Linked DNA regions of Mus musculus: all the other regions are linked to region 1. Evidence: chromatin contacts called from public HiChIP or PLAC-seq data. All regions are on one chromosome and are shown on one strand. The core of a region is the stretch at or near the end of the contact, and the rest is flanking DNA. Distances in the headings are between cores, read along the strand shown.

Region 1 (2,512 bases), core at 9-2,508:
GGGCACCATAAGAGCCAGAGGACCGATGTCTGCTGTGAGATAGTGAGGTGGTATATTCTATAGAAGACAGGGAGCTGTACCACACTATCTCAACAATGTGGTTACCTAAACCTGCACAGTGACAGTACCAGTTGACATGTCAACATGGATGGGTGGAATCTCACAAAGTCTGACCCCTAGATAAAGAGCAATAGGCAATCAACAGCTAACAAGAAAAGGAGATTCAGTCTTCCCCAGAGAAGAGCCCCTGATAAGTTGTTCAACTCTAGTTGTCCAGCCATAAACATACATACATGTGATCAACACTCAATAGATTCAGCAGGCCGTATTTATATTTATATGTGTGCACATATACATATTTGTATTAATTTTTTATCTTTTGGTTGTCCAAGGCAGGGTTTCTCTGTGTAGCCCTGGCTGTCCTAGAACTCACTCTATAGACCAGGCTGGTTTTGAACTCACAGATATCTGCCTGCCACTCCTTCCCGAGTACTGGGATAAAAGGCATGCACCACCACCTCTGGGCAATACATATTTATATTTATTTAGCAGTAATAATTGAAGAAGAAGTATGAATTTGAGAAGGATCAGGAAGGCACAGGAGGAGTTGGAGAGGGAGAAGGGACTGAAATTGACATAAATACAGTACTCATGTATAGAATTATAAACAAAAAATGTAATTAAAACTCATCGTCTTTCATTCTCAAAGTAGTACAAAGAATGATAGTACCCATCTTGTAGAGAAACAAAGAAGCCTGGGCAAATTAATTCACATATGGTTTTTAGAACAGTGGCTCGATTAATATTAGCTATTATTATAACATTATTACTGTTGCTGCCGCAGTCATTATTGGAGAATTGGAGACAATTTCTCTCCTCCTTTTCTTCTTCCTTCTCCTACATGCTAGCCAAATGGGCATAGTGAACTCTATGGCCTCTGCCCATCAGGCAAGGGTGGACACATTCAGGTTCAGAACTTCCACTAACCTCCTGGATTTGAAGCCTGAAGAGTGCCAATCACAGAAGGGACTTGGTGCAGTTTACTGACTGGAATTTCTACATGGAAATACTTGATTGTCTCTGTCTACTATGCCTCCCCATGTCCCCCATTAAAGGCCTGCAACCGCCAACATGTGAGATTTGCCTAATTCATTTCTGCCTATGTTTTGGAAATCAGCAAATGTCCACAGTTTTGTGACCAATAGAGTTTTAGATGAGACAAGCAAAATTAAGACAAAGACATTCTTAACTTCCTCAGGAAGAGAGTCCTGACAGCACTGTCTTGGGGCCCTGGTGAGGGCTATGGGGGAAGTATGTGTACTCAAAGACCCCCCCTCTTCTCCCAGCACCCAGTGTGGGAGTGAGGCCAGTTGAAAGCTCAGCTTCAGCCTCCCCGCCCCCACCCCCAGGAGCCGCCTGTGCCGTGAGAAGCTGCATTAACACGGAGACCGCATGCCTCTCTAAGAGCAGAGGACACAGCAATTGATCCCTGGATGAAGACAAAGATCCCTTTGCCTCTGGTGACTTTTACCAGCATACATTCTTTCTCTCTTTACAGGACAGGACGTGTGAAGGAGGCCTGACAGCTTTTATGGTGTCTTGTTGACCCTGGAGTTCATGGTTTTTCCATAGAAGTTTCTCAAACTCCGACTGAACTATGAAATGTCATCTGTCAGCCCACACTGTTACCTATTGTGAAATATTCTGGAAAGCCAAGATAGAGTAACAGGAGAAATTACGGAATGCTGGAGCTGTCCAAGTTCCTAATGGTCATTATACTCAGCCACCTCATTCTGCAGATTAGGAAACAGGAGCTCAGCGGGATCACCCAGCTGGCTAATGGTAGAAACAGCTGGATGGGAGGGGGACCTGTATGGATTTGCTTTCTGTTCCTGTGATAAGCACCATGACCTAAAAGCAACTTGGAGAGGGAAGGGTTATTTGGCTCATGCACTTTCTCACAGTCCATCATTGGGGTGGGGGTGGGGGTGGGGGGAGGGTGTGGGGGGGGATGTCAGAGCAGGAACACAAGCAGAAGTGAAGTGAAGAAGCGAAGGCCTGCTGCTTACTGGCTTGCTCTCCATGACTAACTCCATCTGCCTTTTCTATATCGCTTTTCTATAACCCAGGACCACCTGCCCAGGGATGACACCACCTACAGTGGGCTGGATCCTCCCACAGCAGTCATTAATCAAGAAAGTGCCCCCACAGACATGCAGGCAGGCCAGTCTAATTCCTCAGTTGAGGTTCCCTCTTCCCATGAGCCCCTTGTTTGTGTCAGTTTGACAAAAGTCCATCTAGCACAGGTTCACACTCAGCTCCCAGCTCCCTGCTGTGGGTGTGTGTGCAGATTCCCATTTAGTCATTCCAAAATATTGAAGAGCTTGCATTGCGGGGTGCTTGGAGCCAGGGCTGCAGTGATCTACAGTGCGGCTTGGGAGTTTACATCCTGGTGGGTGCAGGAAAAGGACAGTGTCTCTCTCCCTCTCTCTCAGACCTGGATGTACTGTGC
Region 2 (2,512 bases), core at 5-2,504, 200 kb before region 1:
GCCCTCCTGCCTTGTCATTTATTTTTATCTGCCTTCCCTAGAAGCATCCAAAGCCATGTCTGGACACCGAGAGAACTCAGTGGGCACTTGTGAACTTAAGCCGACCTACTTATCTTCAATGGGCCAGGAAGTGCTACTGAGGACACCCTGGGGAAGACTAGAACCTGTCAGGAGACCGGGTCAGACTCGTATCTTCTGGCTACTGTGCTCTGCCAGGATCACTGCCTGGAACAGATCTGGATTCTACAGCAGCCTGTATGCTTGTCAGCGCCCAGTAGGTCTCCAGCTGTCTTTTGACCACATTTTGTTTAAGTGACATTGGTACAAAAAGCTGCCTAAGTAGTTAGGGTTCTTCTGTCTACCATGAAGGGACATATATAGGACATGGGACAACAGGGCCAGTGGCAAGATGGCTCAGTGGGTAGGGGTACTTGGTGCCAAGCCAGATCACCTGAGGTCAATTTCTGGAATCTACACGGCAGAAGGAGAGAACCAAGTTTCACAAATTGTCCATGGTACACATGTGCTCACTCATATACACACAGTAGATAGATAATTTTTTAATTAAGGAAAGAACACACTACAACATCACACACACACACACACACACACACACACACACACACACACACACATACACAGGCATACATATACACACAGGCATGTGAGTGGGCGCACAGGCATAGAAGCACACACATCCTATAAGTATACTAGAAGGGCAGATCACTGTTGTTGACTATGCCCACAGTGAACAAGGGCACTGCCTACAGTCTCTCTCTTCATGCCTGTGTGGCAGGTGGACATTACTGTCCTTGCAGTGGCATGCAGTCATGACCACTCTGCAACATGTTTTATTTATCTGCTCCATCTCAAATGTTCCACGGAACTCCTCATACAGGGCCAGTCCAACTGAAAACGGCCTAAGTCAACTCAAATTGGAAACAAGACCTCAACACAAAGCCAAAACTATAAAACCCTTAGAAGAAAACATACAGGAAAAGCCTTGTGATGTTGGAACTAGTAATGATATTTTAAATATAACACAAAGCAAAAAAGTCAAAAAGATTAAACTGGACAGCATTGAGATCAGTGACCCCTACACGTCAATGGTCAAATCAGAAGAGGGTGAAAAGCCTGCAGACTGAGAGGACATAGCTGTAGTTATAGCTCTGACAGAGTAAGTTCCATGCAGTAAAGAATGCCTACGAATCAGCAACAACAAAAGCAAGGACTTCTGCTTTTAAAATGACCACAGGACTCCAGCAGACGTCTCTGAAGTTCTTCAAATAACCAATAAGCACAGGGAAAGATGTCCAGCAGGTCTGATTATTAGAGAAAAGGAACTCAAGCCCAGAATCCAATCCCCTCTCACCCACGTTAGTTAGGATAGCTTCTATCAAGAAAGAAAGGAAGAGTGTGGAAATGGCTCAGCAGGTAAAGCACCCACGTAAATGTCAGGCAGGCTGGCTGTAACCCCAGACCTCAGGAGGTGGAAACGGGAGACCCCCCCCCCCCCAGGACAGGCTGGCGAGACTAGCCCAATATGCAAGCTCTGAGTTCAAATGGGAGATCATGCCTCTCCCTCCCCCCACCCCTAGCTCCGCCTCCCTGGCACTGCAATTACAGGCGCACACCTCCTGTTCTAGCTCTTTATGTGGGAGCTGAAAACCCAAACTGAGGTCCTCATGCCCGTGCAACAATCACATCACCCATCGGGTCATCTCCCGAGCCCCACCCCCACCCCCAAACAGCAATGCTTTTAATAGGATCAGGAAGGAGCTCAACTCAACAGCCAATCTGATTGTGCCATGAAGTTTTTCTCCTGTGTGACGGTGAGATCCAATTCTAGGTTTTACATTTAAGTCCTTAATCCACTTTGAGTTGATTTTTGTAGGTGTGATATAAGGTAAAGCTTCAGTCTCATTTCTCCATATGTGGATATGAATACATCATTGTGTATTCTTGGCAAAAGATGGGTGGCCATAGATGTATGGGTTTATTTTGAGATCTCTATTCTGTTTCACTGGTCTATATGCCTAATACTGTACTGCTTTGATTACTGTATCTTTGTAACATAATTTGCAACCAAGAGGTGCATTGTTTCCAGCTTTCTTATTTTTCTTCAGGATTTAGTTTTTCATAGGGATTTTCATATATATATAAAATTGGGTTTTATCTATTCCTGTAAAGAGCATGTTAGTATGTTTATACACCAAATCTGTAGATTTCTTAGGACAGTATGGAAATTAAACAACATTAATTCTTCTAGTTCATGAACATGAGATGCAAGATGCCTTTACATTTGGGTCTTCAATTTTTCTTAATGAGAATTTTTTTGGTTTTGGTATATAACTCTTTCCTTTCCTTGGTTAAGTTTATTCCTAACTATATTATTGTTTTGTGTACCACTGCAAATGATATTGTTTTCCTACCTTACTTTTAAGATAGATCATTGCCAGTGTATAGACAAGTAACTTATTTCTATGATTTTGTATATTGAGCGCTTACTAAA
Region 3 (2,512 bases), core at 5-2,504, 170 kb before region 1:
ATGCTGGGGAAAACACCCAATCAAGGAGAGGGTGGGCAGAGAGGAGGGAGACGCCCTTTGATAGGTACTGAGGACAGAAAAAGAGGAACGTGCAATGAACGTCCGAGTGAATGGATCCCACCATGTAGTAGTGAGCGGCAGGGAGGGAACAAGACCTCAGGCTCCACACTTTGACAGAACAGGCTTATGGTCTCCAGACCCTGTGAGGGGAAAGGGTAGGTGGGCCTCAATCGCACTTGGTGGGGTACAGCCACCCTAAAACCTTAAGGAATGATGGAGCAGGCTGAGCAGCAGGAGTGACCCTGGGGGCCAAGACCCAAAGAGCTGTTCCCTGCATGCCAGCCGGCTACAGGCAGTCCTCTCATGGGAAGGTCAACAGGCCTGCGCTGCGTGCATTCACGGGAGAGCAGAGGGGACACTTCCCCTCCCCGAGGCCCCTGGGACACCCAAAAGGGAAGTAAGCTGATCCAGCTGAATGGCTTCCACAAAACACTGCTGCCCTGGCTGGAGTTCAGAGATGCAAAGGTGAAGGGGACACGGCTTGCCCCATGACATCAAACAGCTAACTGGGAATCTGGGCAAGAAAACTACCAGGCAGCTTATTCCTCCACGGAGCCGCAACATCTCCTGTCTGCAGAGGCAGAAAGCAGGGGTAGGACCAAACCCACAGGCGCCGAGTGTCTGTTAATGCTGTCCTTATAATGATGCTACAGAACAGCTCTATTCACATCTGTCAGCTGAAGAAACTGAGGCCCAGAGCTGTGAGCTTCGAGCAGCCTTCCATGGCAGAAGGCTAGCCCAAGGCTCTGGCACTAAAGAATTAGTTGCTCTCAGGTCACTGTCACTGTGTGGCCTCAGATACATCATTTCACACCTCAGTGGCTCAGTATGCTCACCTGGAAAATGGAAGCAACAGGGCTTATCCGGACCGGCGTCGGATTTAAATAGCACAGCGTCAATTCTCCGGAAATTGAGGCCTGTCCCTCTTCCTCTTTTGGTTATTTCTGACTTTCAAGCTTTATGCCTATCTACAGAGTTTGTCTTGCAATAGAATAAGCTAGAAATCCCGCAACAAAATCACTGTGATCTATTCATAGGGAGAAGGGACACAGAAACAAAGTGCGCGCGTGCACACACACACATACACACACACACACACACACACACAGAATGTGCACACAGGATGACTGTGGGAAGCTGCAGGGACTGAGACCTTCAGCACTTGGTCAATACCTGCTGAGATTGCAAAGTATGGCCATGATTTTGGAGGAAGGATGACTCTCTTCAACCACAATAGCCTCTTCAGCTCACAGGGGAAGCCTAGTGGTGGCCAGGCTCCCCAGGGATCCTCCCCAGCCTCTGGCCTAGGGACCAGGCTGCCCCCATTTTTAGCTCTGATCCCCCCTCCCCACCTAACCAGCTCAGGGTCTCACAAATAGGTAAGGCCATGTGTGCTACAGAGCAGAGTCACTGGGCTGCAGTGGCCCTTCCCTTTTCTGGCCTGGAGGCTCTGAAAGGGACACTTTTTCCATAGAGTGTTTCCACTACCTCAGTGATTTGCATAGTCCCCAACTCTGTTGCCTAGTTTTCTGTCAATGTGACCCAAGCTAGAGTCATCAGAAAGGAGGGAACTTAAATTGAGAAAGTGCCTTCATAAGATCCAGCTGTAAGGCATTTTCTTAATTAATGATCAACTGAGAAGGGTCTAGCCCATTGTAAATGGTGCCATCCCTGGGCCAGTGGTCCTGGGTTCTATAAGAAAACAGGCTGAGCAAGCCATGTGGAGCAAGCCAGTAAGCAGCACCCCTCAGTGGCCTCTGTATCAGTTTCTGCCTCCACGTTTCTGCCCTCTTTGGGTTCCTGTCCTGACTTCCTTCAGTGATGAACAGTGAGTGATATGTAAGCCAACACTTTTTTCCTGCCCTTGCCTTTGGTCATGGTGTTTCACCAGAGCCATAGAAACTGTAACCAAGACACCATCTATATGCCAGTTCTGGTTTCAGTGAAGCCCCTCAGCTCTGTGGGGTCTGTCACACTTGATAGGGGGCAAGGAAGCCTTTGTCCTAGCTACAGGATGTGCCATCCTGGGGCAACCCTCCTGACCATTCCTGGCCCTGACTGGCTGCTCTTCATTTAGAAGTAGATAAAACATGGCTCTAGTTTGAATCCACCCTCTTCTACTTTGGAGCCAGATCATCAAGGCAGAGTGTTCTTTTAACATCTCTGGGCCTGTGATAGCTCATTTGTAGGGAGGGAGGAGAGTCAGTGCCTGCCCAGATGAGTCTGGGAAAGCCATCTATTACCTCATTCACAAAGAACACTTAGCGTGGTACCTGGCCCAGAGCCTTAGTGAGAGTCCATAAATAAGAGCAGAAGCACTTGAAGGCAGCCTGGCTCAAACCCCCACACTTGCCCTGCACTGAAACCAACACACAGCAATATTTGAACTCCTCCACCTCCCAGCTCATCCTTTGCATGGGCACACAGACTGTCTCTTCACCATGCCATTCCC

The links. HiChIP or PLAC-seq counts read pairs in DNA pulled down with a chosen protein or histone mark.
Region 2: an H3K27ac HiChIP or PLAC-seq map of microglia shows a contact between it and region 1, with 4 times the contacts expected there. The contact joins two enhancer-like sites. A contact is called at or near these places in 1 of 484 Hi-C or Micro-C datasets (bone marrow-derived macrophages), 2 of 115 datasets of contacts at active chromatin or transcription factors (cardiomyocytes and microglia) and 1 of 9 other capture datasets (adipose tissue).
Region 3: an H3K27ac HiChIP or PLAC-seq map of microglia shows a contact between it and region 1, with 8 times the contacts expected there. The contact joins two enhancer-like sites. A contact is called at or near these places in 1 of 484 Hi-C or Micro-C datasets (cerebral cortex) and 4 of 115 datasets of contacts at active chromatin or transcription factors (SST interneurons, T-cell acute lymphoblastic leukemia, fibro-adipogenic progenitors and 1 more).

The regions. Positions count from the first base shown.
Region 1 is chr4:119,881,842-119,884,353 of GRCm38.p6, reverse strand. The region is part of intron 1 of Hivep3 (human immunodeficiency virus type I enhancer binding protein 3); the gene reads right to left. Among named protein-coding and RNA genes, the nearest start is that of Hivep3, 68 kb to the right of the region's middle. Within about 2 kb of position 1,258, at least 6 of the 459 cell types and tissues checked have an H3K27ac peak or open chromatin away from gene starts, as enhancers often do. A contact at or near this core is called in microglia, where this site is marked.
Region 2 is chr4:120,086,678-120,089,189 of GRCm38.p6, reverse strand. All of the region lies in intron 3 of Hivep3 (human immunodeficiency virus type I enhancer binding protein 3), which reads right to left. Among named protein-coding and RNA genes, the nearest start is that of Gm36215, 13 kb to the right of the region's middle. Within about 2 kb of position 1,254, at least 5 of the 459 cell types and tissues checked have an H3K27ac peak or open chromatin away from gene starts, as enhancers often do. A contact at or near this core is called in microglia, where this site is marked.
Region 3 is chr4:120,052,258-120,054,769 of GRCm38.p6, reverse strand. The region is part of intron 2 of Hivep3 (human immunodeficiency virus type I enhancer binding protein 3); the gene reads right to left. Among named protein-coding and RNA genes, the nearest start is that of Gm38632, 20 kb to the right of the region's middle. Within about 2 kb of position 1,254, at least 65 of the 459 cell types and tissues checked have an H3K27ac peak or open chromatin away from gene starts, as enhancers often do. A contact at or near this core is called in microglia, where this site is marked.